Linked DNA regions of Mus musculus: region 1 is linked to region 2. The links are chromatin contacts, called in public Hi-C maps. All regions are on one chromosome and are shown on one strand. Each heading gives the region's core, a stretch centred on a gene start, on an enhancer-like site or on the middle of the called end of the contact. The rest is flanking DNA. Distances are from core to core; before and after follow the strand shown. Region 1 overlaps Erc1 (ELKS/RAB6-interacting/CAST family member 1). Region 2 has its middle 21 kb from the start of Wnt5b.

Evidence for each region. A called contact is a pair of places that touch in the nucleus more often than the background predicts.
Region 1: a contact with region 2 is called in a Hi-C map of uterus, with 2.9 times the contacts expected there. The contact joins two enhancer-like sites. A contact is called at or near these places in 2 of 39 promoter capture datasets (cranial neural crest and frontonasal cranial neural crest), 9 of 484 Hi-C or Micro-C datasets (the HL-1 cell line, Sertoli cells, cortical glia and 4 more) and 4 of 115 datasets of contacts at active chromatin or transcription factors (cardiomyocytes, double positive thymocytes, embryonic stem cells and 1 more).

What each region holds. Positions count from the first base shown.
Region 1 is chr6:119,701,912-119,708,414 of GRCm38.p6, forward strand. All of the region lies in intron 16 of Erc1 (ELKS/RAB6-interacting/CAST family member 1), which reads right to left. Among named protein-coding and RNA genes, the nearest start is that of Erc1, 140 kb to the right of the region's middle. Within about 2 kb of position 3,175, at least 3 of the 459 cell types and tissues checked have an H3K27ac peak or open chromatin away from gene starts, as enhancers often do. A contact at or near this core is called in uterus, where this site is marked.
Region 2 is chr6:119,562,092-119,568,534 of GRCm38.p6, forward strand. No RefSeq gene overlaps it. Among named protein-coding and RNA genes, the nearest start is that of Wnt5b, 21 kb to the left of the region's middle. Within about 2 kb of position 3,515, at least 26 of the 459 cell types and tissues checked have an H3K27ac peak or open chromatin away from gene starts, as enhancers often do. A contact at or near this core is called in uterus, where this site is marked.

The DNA of each region.
Region 1 (6,503 bases), core at 1,925-4,424, 140 kb after region 2:
GCCATCACTGGAAAGAGAGGCCCATTGGACACGCAAACTTTATATGCCCCAGTACAGGGGAATGCCAGGGCCAAAAAATGGGAATGGGTGGGTAGGGAAGTGGGGGGGAGGGTATGGGGGACTTTTGGGATAGCTATACAGTAAAATTAAATGATTTAATTTAAACAGCATTAAAGAGAATGAAAAGCACAGCTATGCATTTCATGAAAGAAATGTAAATGCAAAATTATCATGGAAAAGAAAGGAAACATTGGTGACTCTTCCTTCTTAACTTCAAGGTCCACTGTAAACACAGGTGCAGGGTTAGTATGGATAGAATGGTGGACAAGTCAACCAAAGGAAGGAAGCACAGTCAGAAATGAGAGCTAACTTTTATGGTCAATGGGTTTGGAGTTCCCCTCCATCGCCCTCTTTTCCTTTATAAGATTACTGCTAAGGCAATTCACGGAAGACAAAGGTAAAGTCATCTACACTTTTAATTTTCCATGCTATGAAAGTCCTGACAATATGATACCCTCGTCCTGTACAACCTGCAACACTTTCTGGATTCACTTGGTAGTTTCCTTACACTGTAATTTAATTTGTTCCTCCATATTCAGATTCCCTGTAAACTTTAAAGCCTAAAGATTTCCAAAGACTGGGCTTTGACTTTTTGTTATTTTCGGACAGTGTCCCATCATGAGACGATCACGTAATTTCTATTGTGTCAAAAGGAGATACCTATGACTCACAGTTGCAATATAGTTTCCCAATTATCTTTTAGGAACTTCTTCCATTATCTTCTTTAAAAAATAACGTCTTTATTTTCTGAGAGAAAATATGCTACACTGTGTGAATGGACTCGAGGATACCTGAGGAAGTCAGTTCTTACATGAGTCCCAAGGATCAAACCCAGGTCATCAGACTTGGAAGCAAGCATCCTTATCACCTGAGCCATTTTCCAGTCCCATGTATGATTATCTTAATACTAATATGTGAGGATAAAGCTATTTTAATTATTTAAGGACCACCTATGTAGTTTATTTCTTGAAATCCCAAGTCTAATTTACCCCTAACTGCTTGTTTCTGTTATTTTCTTAATTTCACAGAGCTACACACAAATAAGGATTCAAATCACTTATCCCAGTTCAGCACGCATCTATTACTTTTGTCTCAGCATCTTTTGATACAGTATTGGAACATAATTTATCAAGAATATATTCTAAGATTTATGACTATGTTCGGTTTTATAAATCCTTACTTTACAAAATGTCACAGGTTATTTCCTACTTGGCATCCCTGGTAGATTGAATTAGTGGTTCCAATTATCCACTCCTCTACAGCTTCCCAACCTTCCTAATGCCTCAACCCTTTAAAATAGTTCCTCATTTTGTGGGAACTCCCAACCATAAAATTTCCATTGCTACTTCATAACTGTTTTTTTTTTTTTTGCTACTGTTATACATCGTAATGTAAATGTCTGATGTTACCCCTGTGAAGGGTTGAGAACTACTGTTCTATAGAAACCACATATAGTACCTCCACACTGCTGCCATGATCTCCTGGCTTGGAGAAGACCTTGACTTTGGCTAGGTTGTTTGAGCTGCCTTGAGCAATGGATTGTTAGCTGATGTGACACAGGCTGAGACTACTTTTGGCACTGCCAAATGAACAGTCTTCAAAGTAACTGCTGACCGCAAACCTGTCCTCAAATGAGCCATGTTCCCATTAAGGTTTCTAAGACACCAATATAAATCTCTGGACTTGAAATTTGTGGGAAAGTTTTAATTTTCATTTTTTCAGGTTTTCATTCTCATATTTAACAAGCGTTGCCAAGTACTATTTTACTTGGCATTGATAATTTACTCTAAATGTTCAAATTACTGGCAAAGACACCTATCGTTTTAATTTAACGCTGAGGGACTAGTAGTTAGAAAATACAAGCATTCTAAATCCCATCTACTGAGTACATTCCCTCCTAACAAGCTCACCAGAACCACTGTGGACGCTGTGGTTGCTCTCCTGTAAAAGCAGGGTTAGGTGTCGTGGCCTACTTGCTCGTCCTCCTTGGGCTGCTCTGGGCTGTTTCTTTCTTATTGTCAAATTAAAGCCCCAAATGCAAGCCTAAGAGTTTTCCAAGTATTACTTTTGAACCCTGCCTATTCTTATTCCTGTATTTCCCCTAGCTTCTCATTAACAAAAGTATGTATTTTAACAACACTCAACTGTTTTCCTAGTGTCTAGTGCACCATGTTGAATATGTTCTACTTGAATTCAAAACTTTAACTTCTTGAGTTTCCTGTATTAGTAAAGTACAATGTTCTTAAAGAATGCCCAATTTCCTATGCATTTGAGTGTAGGTTAATAAAGTATTTCTGCCTCTGATCATACATATATCCAAGTAAATTTATTCTTTCCTTAGATTTATTTTTTAAATAAAATAAATAACTAAATAAAACTTTAAAAGTGTGGATGACTGTTTTGCCTACATGCCTGTATGTGTAGCATGTGTGTGCCTGGTGCTTGAGGAGGCGAATGTCAGATCGCCCAGATTTGGAGTTGTGGACAGTTGTGAGCCGTCCGTCATGTGGGGGTTGGTAATCACACCTGGATCATTGCAAACGCAGCAAATGCTCAGGAATGCTGAGCCATCACTCCGGCACCTCCAAATAAGCTGTAATGAATGTTATACACAAAGCAAGAATGGTACCCAGAAACCAGGATTTCCAGCTAATCACTTGATTTGCTGTCTGCTACAAGTCAGGAAAAAAAAAAAAACCCTGAAAGTCAATTTGAATTATCCTGTTTTCTGTTTCCTTTCTGCAACCCAAAAGAACACATTCAGTTAGTGAATCTGCTATCCAGGACCAATCACTCATCAATGGCTGTTGGAAAATTTGGAGTCACTGTCCCTGAGAAATGCAAGTATGACAACTGAGGAAACAGAGAGATAAATCTTACACTAAACAATTAAGAAATTCTCCATCATTTTAAATGTGCTTTGGGTAACAGAGCCATTTTTAAAAAGCAGAAGTTTTAAGATAAACATTCAAAAATCCCTGCCAGAACTGGAATTCAAGCATATAACCTAACTGTCTACAGTAAAATTAGGGCGAAAGCTCAGGTCTGACAGTGTGTGATGCCAACAGGACCAGATGGTTTGTTTAAATCACAAGCTAATAAACTTTTATACAAAACAAAAAGGGAGCAAAGTATGACTCAACCACAGACTATTTTCCTTAAGAAAGCAAAGCAATGGGGAACCTTCCAGTCAGCATCGTTTCCCATCATCCTCTGCTCCATAGCTAAAAGCAAAGGAGACTTTGTAGTTTTCATATTGTTTATGCAGAATCATGGTAGGACCTCCTTGGAAGAATAAATCTGCTTGAAAAAGAAGAAAATGACTAGAAGAGAAGAGGAGTGGTAAAAACAAAACTGAAGCAAAAGGCAGCCCTCAAGATGGCCTAAGGCCTGCAGAGGCGCAGTGAAAAGCAGTCCCATGAAAAGCCTATTAGCTTTCTCAATGTCAACAAGATTCTAAAGTAACCTGCAGCCAGACATGGCGGTGTAAACCTTTAGTCCCAACACTCAGAGACTGAAGCAGGAGAATCTCCATGAGTTTAAGACCCTGTCTTTAAAAAAAGAGAGATTCAACATGTTGTATAATTTAGGAGGAGCTGGAGACAAGAAAAGTACACAGTTAAAGGCTGATAAACATCTGAAATATTTAGAAAAAAAAACAGACAAAAATAAAGGCACAGGCACACACACAGAGAGACTGAGAGAGAGAGAGAGAGAGAGAGAGAGAGGAGATAAAAACTCTCTCTCTCTCCCCTCCCTTCTCTGTCTCTGTCTCTCTCCTCCCTCCCTCACTACTACTTTAGGTTTCTTATAGTTGTTACTAATGGGGATTTAACTAACAGAGCTTTATGATATTATTTACACTACAAATTATTTTCCCAATATTACTTCTTGCTAATGCGAGGTGCTTCTTTGACTAATAGGAAAATATTACTTTGTTTAACTGCTCTGAAAGGCCTTGTTCCAAATCTTTCATATGTATTAGCTACTATAGCTTCACAGGAATTGTATGAAATAGGTATTACTGCTATCATTATAATTTCTATGGAAGAAAAAGGGTTAGTGGCTAAAGTTCTTTGCCAGAGGAAGCAGAGTTGACTGCCACCTGACTTGGTCTTCCCCCCAGTTAGCTTGCTCTACTAAAGTGCATTGGCACTCCCAAGAAATGCTCTCCAACAGGCTTCTACAATTAATTATACCTGTTGACTTATTCCTAGGCATATCCCCACATCCAACAAGGTATCTTTCTTCCATTATTCTCCTGCCAAAAAAAATACTTGACTCCTACCACTGAAAGATACCATGCTGTGCATCAAAGACTATCTCTATACTGTGTGCTACAGTCACCAATTACAAAACTTAACTGTAAGCCAAGAATATACTATGCAAAAGAGTACAAGATGTCATGAAAATATATAGCACAAGGTCCTGGTGTTGTCCCAGGCCCTAAGATGGGGAAGAAAAAAGCATTATAGTTGTCCCTGTGTACAACAGCAGTAACACGGGAAAACATACCCCAAAGAATTAAATTATCAGAATATCAGAAACTCCAGAACAAGGAAGTAAAGATGCTAGCGTGACAGAGAAGAAAGAATAGACAAAGAAGGATCTTGGGCTGTATTAAGAGACCCCTCTGCCATTTGAAATGTTAATGGGGGAAAGGGAGGTAACAAAGGGATCTAACAGAGGAACAAGGATTTAGAAACTTAAGACAATTATCAGAATGATGGGCAAGAAAGTGGAAGAGAATAGAGACAGAAGGGAGAGCAAGACAAATGGGCTAAGATGAAATAAAAAGAGACTGAACTACAATCAAATGGAAGTGAGAGCGTGGTGTATGAGGAACGCAAGGCAAGGAACAATGATGAGAGTGGGTGAAGGTGGAGACAGACTAGATCAAACTAGATCAAAGCAAGGTTTAGGATGCTTGAGCTGGAAAGAAAAGACACACTAGGAGCAAAAGCCAGTGGTCCAGAAACTGAGAAAACAGTTACGGATGGTTAGGACATAGATATTCTTACCAGGGCTTCAATGAAAGCCTTCAATGCTGCAGATGAATGCATGGGCCTTCACAAGTCAGGCTTCTTACAAAAATATAAGGCATGAAGGTCAACAGGAACAGGAAACATGCTGATACAGTTGTGAAGTTCAATGACTTAGAAGGCAAACACAGGAGAGATGAAAGGTATGGGAAGATTAAGTCAAGAAAGCACAACCCAATGGGATGATACCTAATAGGCAGAGCTCACAACAGAGGGCTTATTTCCAGGGAAGTTTTTCTGAGACAAACTTCACTAGTTTATCTGAAGATAGTCACTAGTCCCAGTGGATCAGGAAATCAAAATAAATCAGAGCCATTAAAGAGATTAATTTTTCATATCTGTACTCTCTGTCTAAAGGTACATGTGTGTAACTTAGGGACATCTATATGTTTTCTATTCTGTTCACTGAAATTTCTATTGAGGAAATTCCAATTGAGTTTTGACATATGCTAATGGTACCTGATACTAGCTCAGCTTTGTTAGGCTCCAGACTATCAGACATATCTATGAAGAACCCAAGAGTCACAGACAAGAGACCTAAAGAAAACACCTTTTTATAATATAACTTTGAGTCTTGGCAGACTTTTTGACTTTTTATACATTGTGCAGTTCCCCCATTAAATCAATACTGTCATATATCCTGACAAAAGAGAATTTAGTAAATGACTTAAAAAGTGAATATGCTCAACTGGGTGAAGAATTTATAAAATGCTTTTGCCATCTCTAAAGTACATCACTTGTGTAACAGCAAGGGAACTAGAAGTATGAGTGCAGCTGAGACAGGCTGGCAGGTGGCAGGATGGAACACTTGTTGGCTACACCTTCACTCTGGGGTCTTCATGGTTCTAATCTAACTAATCTTCCGTAACTGGACAAACTTTAGAAGAGATAGAAAACGTCCGTGTGAATGAAATGCTTCTTTCAAGAAATCTCAGTTTTCCTGTTTCTAAAATTTTTCAATCAAGTCAGAGGCGTAGGTAGATACACTCTGTAATCATCATTCAACACTCCCAAGTGAAGCCTGAAAAGGCAAACGCCACCAATAATACCTGGGCACATGTGTTCCCAGCAGCTATCACCCTGCTGCCAGGACTTCTGTTGCCAAGGTTGGAGAGAAGCCATAAGAAGAGAAATGTTTAATTGTGGACAATTAGAGTAAAATTTGGCAATATAGCTTCCAAACGAAAATGAAAGTAATCTGAAGTAATACCCTGCAAATTAATGTTTCAGCGGACTGGCTTTTTCTTTGCTTATGTTTGTATGACTAAGTACCTTCTATAGTCTGGTTGCTTCAGCAACAAACAGGTTCACAACGCTCAAGAAAAATTAAAAAGATTTAATTTTCTGTACTTTTGGAAGAAAAAAAATGTTAGAAATAATGTAAATACTAGGCCACAATTT
Region 2 (6,443 bases), core at 2,265-4,764:
TGCCTTTAGGCTGACAGGCCAATGACTAAGCAGACATGAAGTATGCTTTATTTATTGTCAGTGTGCAGTGTGGACACCGATCCCCAGAAAGCTCCAATGGACTGGCTTTGTATCTGGTTCCCCACTAGCCCAATGGCAATTCTGTCCTTCTCCTTAAACCTCATAGTAGAGGGGCACATGGACTGATCAAGGATGCTGTGTGTGCTCATCCCTATAGAGGTAGCCATATTAACACCATTCTTCTAACTCTCATCTTAAAGCCCTAAGAGGGCCACCGTAGGAAAATACTAGTCGCATGAAGTGTGCTTAGCATAAGGCATCAAAGACTGTGTCACAGGTGGCTGGGTACAGAGGGCATTCCTTGGTAAGGTGGTGGGTTCTGAGTGATGGGCTGACTGTGTGCTTGGGTTTGGGAGGTGACACAGCGTGGGCTGCAGGGCCAAGACTTATTTTAGTAACTGGAGTTTCCTCCAGTCAGCAATGACTGATGCAAACCTGGAAATAAACATATCTTTAAACAAGCCGGTGAGGGATGAGGGAGAACATAAATAGTGGGGCTCGTTCAGGAAACTCCTCCACCAGTTCAGCCCAGCTGCAAACAGCTGGGACTTATGTACCAGACATCCAGAAGACATTCCTTTGCGGCCCTTCTGGGAGTAGATTTGACCTTGCGATCCTCCCTGGTCCACAACCTAGCGGGGAGGAGAAGTCTGGCCTACAGGCCAGCACCGTTTCCGTCTGTTTCCTGGCCCTGATCACTGTGCACAGAGGAGGAGAAGAAACATTTTTGTTGTGGTGGTGTGGGTGGGTGGGTGGGTGGGTGTGGGTGTGTGCACGTGCGCGTGCTAAGGAAAAAAATGAGGGAAAGAAAATGAGGCAGTTGCTAGGCAAGTGTTCTGTAGGCATGAGATGGGACAGTCTCAAGAAGCCCCATGGCAGGCAGGTGCAGGGTGGGAAGTGGGGGTGGGGTGAGAAGGAGGAAGGGTACAAACAGGGTCTTTTGACCCCTGGATGTTTCTGCTTGGTGCCTTCACAGGCAAGTGGTCATTGTCACTGTGAGCTGTGTCTCCTTTCCAGCTGCCACTCTGAAGAACAGGAATTCACATACATGACCTTAATAGAAGCCCTGGGGAGAGAGAGAGAGAAATCCCATGGGCTATTTATTTACCTACAAATACATGTATTTGGGAAGTGATTCTAAAGGTTAAAAAGAACTCAGCACCACCCAAGCTCCAGACAGATATTCAGGGCTTCAGACTCCAGGCAGTGGTACCCAGTCCTGGGAGAGTTAGGTGGCCACTCCCAAGCTGGACTAGTGGTTTTAACAGCACAGTATGATAATGCTCTGTGCAAGCAGAAAGGGCCAGTTCCCTGAAGACCTGACAAGCCAGAGCAGCAGTGTAGATGGATCCAGGAACTAAGACTCTCTCTCTCCCTCATAGTTCCCATGCTACCAAAAAAAAAAAAAAAAAAAAAAAAAAAAGTAAAAACTTACATTTATTGGTGTGGGTGTGTCTCTTTGGATGTTCTGGATGTATAGGTACACTAGCAAGCAGGTACTCACGGAGGCCAGAAGAGGGCATAAGAAGCCCTGAAGCTGGAGTTACAAGTGAGTGTGAACCACCTGGTATGGATGCTGGGAATTGAACTCTGGTCCTCTGTAAAAGCTGGAAGCACTCTTTTTGGGGGGTTATTTTACTTATTTACATTTCAAATGTTATCCCCTTTCCAGTTTCTCCTACGCAAAGCCCCTACCTCATTCCCCCTACCCCCTGCTTCTATGAGGGTACACCCTCACCCACCCACTCCCTCCTCACTGCCCTGGCATTCCCCTACTTGGGGCATTGAGCCTTCACAGGACCAAGAACCTCCCTTCCCATTAATGCCAGATAAGGCCATCCTCTGCTGCATATGCAGCTGGAGCCATGGGTCCTTCCATGTGTATTCTTTGGTTGGTGGTTTAGTCCCTGGCAGTTCCAGGGAGGTCTGATTGGTTGATATTGTTGGTCTTCCTGTGGGGTTGCAGCTCCTTCAGTCCTTCCCATAATTCCTCCATTGGGTTCCCCGTGGCTGCGAGCATCTGCATCTGTATTGGTCAGGCTCTGGCAGAGCCTCTCAGGAGACAGCTAACCACCAAGCTATCCTTCCAGCTCCTCTAAGGCTGTTTTGAGGTATCATGCTTTCTCATGTCAGAGCTGGGAGGGGCTCGCTCACACTGTGAATAGTGGGGGGGGGGGCGAGGGCATAGAATGGTGGGTACAGTGCTTAGTGCACAAGCACGAGGACTCTAGTTCCATCCCCAGCACCCACAGAAAAGACTGGGTGTTGTATGCACGGGAAATCCCAATGCTGGAAAGGCTGAGGCAACTTAACCAACAAGTCTGCAGCAACAAGGGACCCTGTCTCAAAAGGGATATGAGCATGGCAGACATAGTATATTTTGTTTGGTTTGGTTTGGTTTTTGTTGTTGTTTTCTTTTTCTTTTCTTTTCTTTTCTTTTCTTTTTTTTTTCTTCGAGACAGGGTTTCTCTGTGTAGCCCTCGATGTCCTTGGAGCTCACTCTGTAGACCAGGCTGGCCTCGAACTCAGAAATCCTCCTGCCTCTGCCTCCCAAGTACTGGGATTAAAGGCGTGTACCACCACGCCCGGCTATTGTTTTGCTTTTCAAGGCAAGGTTTCTTTGTGTAGCCTTGGCTTCTCTGGAACTCACTCTGTAGACCAGGCTGGCTTGACCTCGAATTTACAGAGATCCACCTGCCTCTGCCTCCTGAGTGCTGGGATCAAAGGAGCGCACCACCACCTCCCCGCTCACATTTATTTTTAAAGAATAGACCAGAATGGTCCCTATTCCAGGTGCACAGGGAAGGATGTGAGTGAGCCGTCTGCCCAGGCAAGGATGGGAAAGGTGAAATGCCTGCAGATTCAATGACACAAAATCACAGGGACCTAGTAGGGCAGAGATGTCTTTATGAGTTCTGAGTGTTGGAAAGTAAGTGCTAAGACCAGAAGCTGGGCTGAGTGGAACCTGGGCCTGGTAGGGCCATTAAGGGGAGTGTGGAGCAGACTTGGGCTGGAGAGAAGCATGACTCTTGGCCCTATAATGCTCTTCTGGCTACCCTCACCCTGTCCCAAATAGTATAGTCACTGTAGGACTATGTCTTCGTTTCAGTTTCCATCCAAGCAGGGAACTCACCTTCACCCATGCACCTTGTGCAATGCTGAGCACAGCTCCCACACCCGTGGAAGAGGCGCCTTGTCTTTTGAGGTGAATAGAGACAGAATGGGAGCCTACAGAGGTGACGTGTCCCGCTCTGGCAGGCCTGCTGACTGTCTTTCCTGCTCTTTAGGCAATTGTTCCATGGGTGATTTGGGCCTGTTCTGTGTCTCCCTTACCTTGCTGTAAGTCCTTTAGGCCCAACAGAAACTCTATCAGTCAAGGGAACTGTAGGAGGGGAACTAGGAAGAGGCACTGAGGCCCTCGGGCTCCAGCTGGTCTGCCCTTGGTTGACGCTGCGGCTTGCTCCCAGCCTGCCTTTTCCTCCCACGATTCCTCCTGCATTAGCTCAGTGTAGCATTACCCCAAGGAGCACGCCCAAGTTGGCAAGAGTCACACATTAGGCCGTCTGCCTTTTAACCAAGTTTATGATTTAAATCTTGTGCTCTTAACACCTTCTTTGCAAGCCTCGGAGGGAAACAAAAATGTTGACCTTGTTTATTCATTTCCTCCTTAATATGGAGACCCTTGCTTGGCCGACACCTCTTGTGCATGCATCGGCACAGCTGTGCACATACGCTGGGTGCCACGCTGCGCGCACCCGTGCTCAGGAGGACGCTGGTTCTACTGCAATCCCTGGCAAGTTTCCAGGACATCCAAAACCGCCTGAAGACCAACGTTACCTGCACACTGGATTCCACGATGTTGTTCCCTCTCCTCAAGGCAGGTTCAGCTTCTTAGAAACCTCTGTGGGAATTCCTGGGGGCTGGCTGGGAGGCTCAGGGAATTGGAACAGGGGAGGAGAAGAGGCCCCAGATGGTGAGAGCCTCACCCAGGACCATGAGCACCAGGGTCAGAGCCCAGCTGTCTCCCTCCCAGCTGCTTATCAGGACAGACAGGCTCCACCTGTGGCTCACCACCACAGTAGCATTACTAGGAGCTCCATGGGCTGGGGCTGGGGATGGGGGGCGGACAACATCTCCCACCTGACGTCAGGAAGCCGGAGTGAAAGCTGAGCCAACTGCGGGGAATGAACACGTTGGGATAAGAAACTACTGGGAAGTTTCCAGGTAAGCAAGTCCTTTTATTTGCTTGGTAAGCTCAGATCTGTGCATAGGCCTGTGGAGGACCCAGGAGAAAGAACAGTCCTTGTTTACAAGGGTGTGTGGTCAACGAGGAGATGGGAGAAGGAAAGCAGGCTACTTGTCTTGGAAGGAGAGAGGCGGAGATCAAGGCGCCTTACTCTGTGGCTGAAGGGTGAACAGCTATGTTTGCCTAAGGGTGAATACTCTTAAGCATCCTTGCACATTGGAGTCTGCACAGGGAGCTTGGAAACGTTGCAATGGGCTGTCAGCATTGCTGTGGCTAGAACTCCACGATGGGATGGCCTGGCCAGGCCAGATAATCTCACATTGGGTTCCAGGGTCCCTCTGTCTCATTTGTCACAGCAATGGAAAGCCAGAGGAGGCATCCTTGGGTTCCCATCCTTGTAAATGGGGGCAGTGAGGCCCCGATGCTCAGGCATGCCCATTGGCATCTGGGCTTCCTGCTTCCTAAAGCAGAAACAATATGATTGTTGGCATGTAACTCCCTTGGGGGAGGAACTCTGGCCTACACTCAGGGAACTGCAGGAAAGCAGGCCACAGTCACCAGGAGGCAGACTGGGACATATAAGAGGGAAGATGGTGGTGCCCCCTTCCCTTCTCTGGGAAACTTCATGTTTTAGGCTCTAGCATTCTCATCCTTGGCTGATTTCTCTATTTGGGGGATTTCAGATGGCACGAGGTGGCCCTGGAAGGAGGAAGCAGGTCTGCCCAGAGAGCAGCGTCCTTCCTGAAGGGCAATGCACATTGTCAGCATCTCCATGGGTTGCCGTGGGTTTCCAAAGCAAGCTTTGGCTTTGAAGTGATTTACTATAACAAATGACTGTTAAGTGTCAAGCACACCCTTTTATTGACCCGGGCTTGATGCTTTCTTGTGCATCCTCTCCTGCTGATGTTGTGGGAGTGGAACCCACAGATAGCACACACTAGGCAAGTGCTGGACCTCTGAGACATTTAGGTGGTACATCCTTTTGTTTGCATGTTACAGACATGTGAAGGCTGGAGGTCAAAGGCTTAAGTGACATAACCAGGGATGAGGCCACACACTTTGATGGCAGCAAAGCCTAGCTGGGAACCTGTTCTACATCTGAGCTCCATGTGCACCTGCCTTCATGGTCAAGGTTTGTGCTGGTTCTTTGTCTGAGTAGGGCCAGTCTTCTGTCTGCCTCACTTCAGGACAGCTCCTCCTAGCAGGCAGGGCCTTGTGGGAGGGTCAGCCAGCTGCTGTAGAACCAGCCTGGAGAGAATAACATTCGACAGTGGGCCTGCTCATGGCTGTGGGTGTTCTGTGTGCCTGTATCTTAGTCCACTCACTGATGCTGTAACATGCTGTCGAAGTGCAGTTCTTTAGGAAGAAAGATTGGCTTGGTTGGGAACAGATGGGGCTGCCATCCTCTTGTATCTGGTAGGGTCTTTGTACATGCTAACACAGCAGAAGACACCACATTGGTGATGGTTACTGTGACAGCTAGGGCCTTTTTCCCCATGATGGGATGCCAACTTCATGAACTCACTGAATTGTCTTCCAAAAGCCTTACCTCTAACACCATCAACACAAATTTGGAAGTTTCCAACACATGAACTTTGGGGGCACACAAACCTGCCAAGGTACCCCATGAACCACTGTGTGCTGTGGGGTCAATTGTCTACTCCCACATTGACACAGTAAAGGGGTGATCTATGTACCAAATAACACTGACAAGGTGCTACCAGCTCCTATCATTCCTTCCCAGTAAAGTTTAACCTAAAGGTGGCTAGGACATTAAGTAATTAACTGCTGGTTTTCCAGGAAATTAATGGTGTCCAAAGCCTAACAGAGCAGGAGACCATGTGACTATATTCATCCTGATAGTGAGCAGGTTAACCATCATTTCTGTTTCCTCTGGACTGCCAGCCAGCATTTGGCCCCAATGCCTTCCCCCTTCTGAGGCTGGCAGGACTCTGGTGCAACTGTTCCATTCCCTGACCCTGACCCTCTGATAGAAACACAGGCTCTGTGAGGAGCCAGACCAACCTAGAAATCCATTGACAGGGGAGTGACCCAGGGCTGTCACTGGTTGACTGTATAGCTCTGGGCTATTTAGCTTGCATTTTAGCTTCTCTACCAGAAATGTATCCTTGCATAC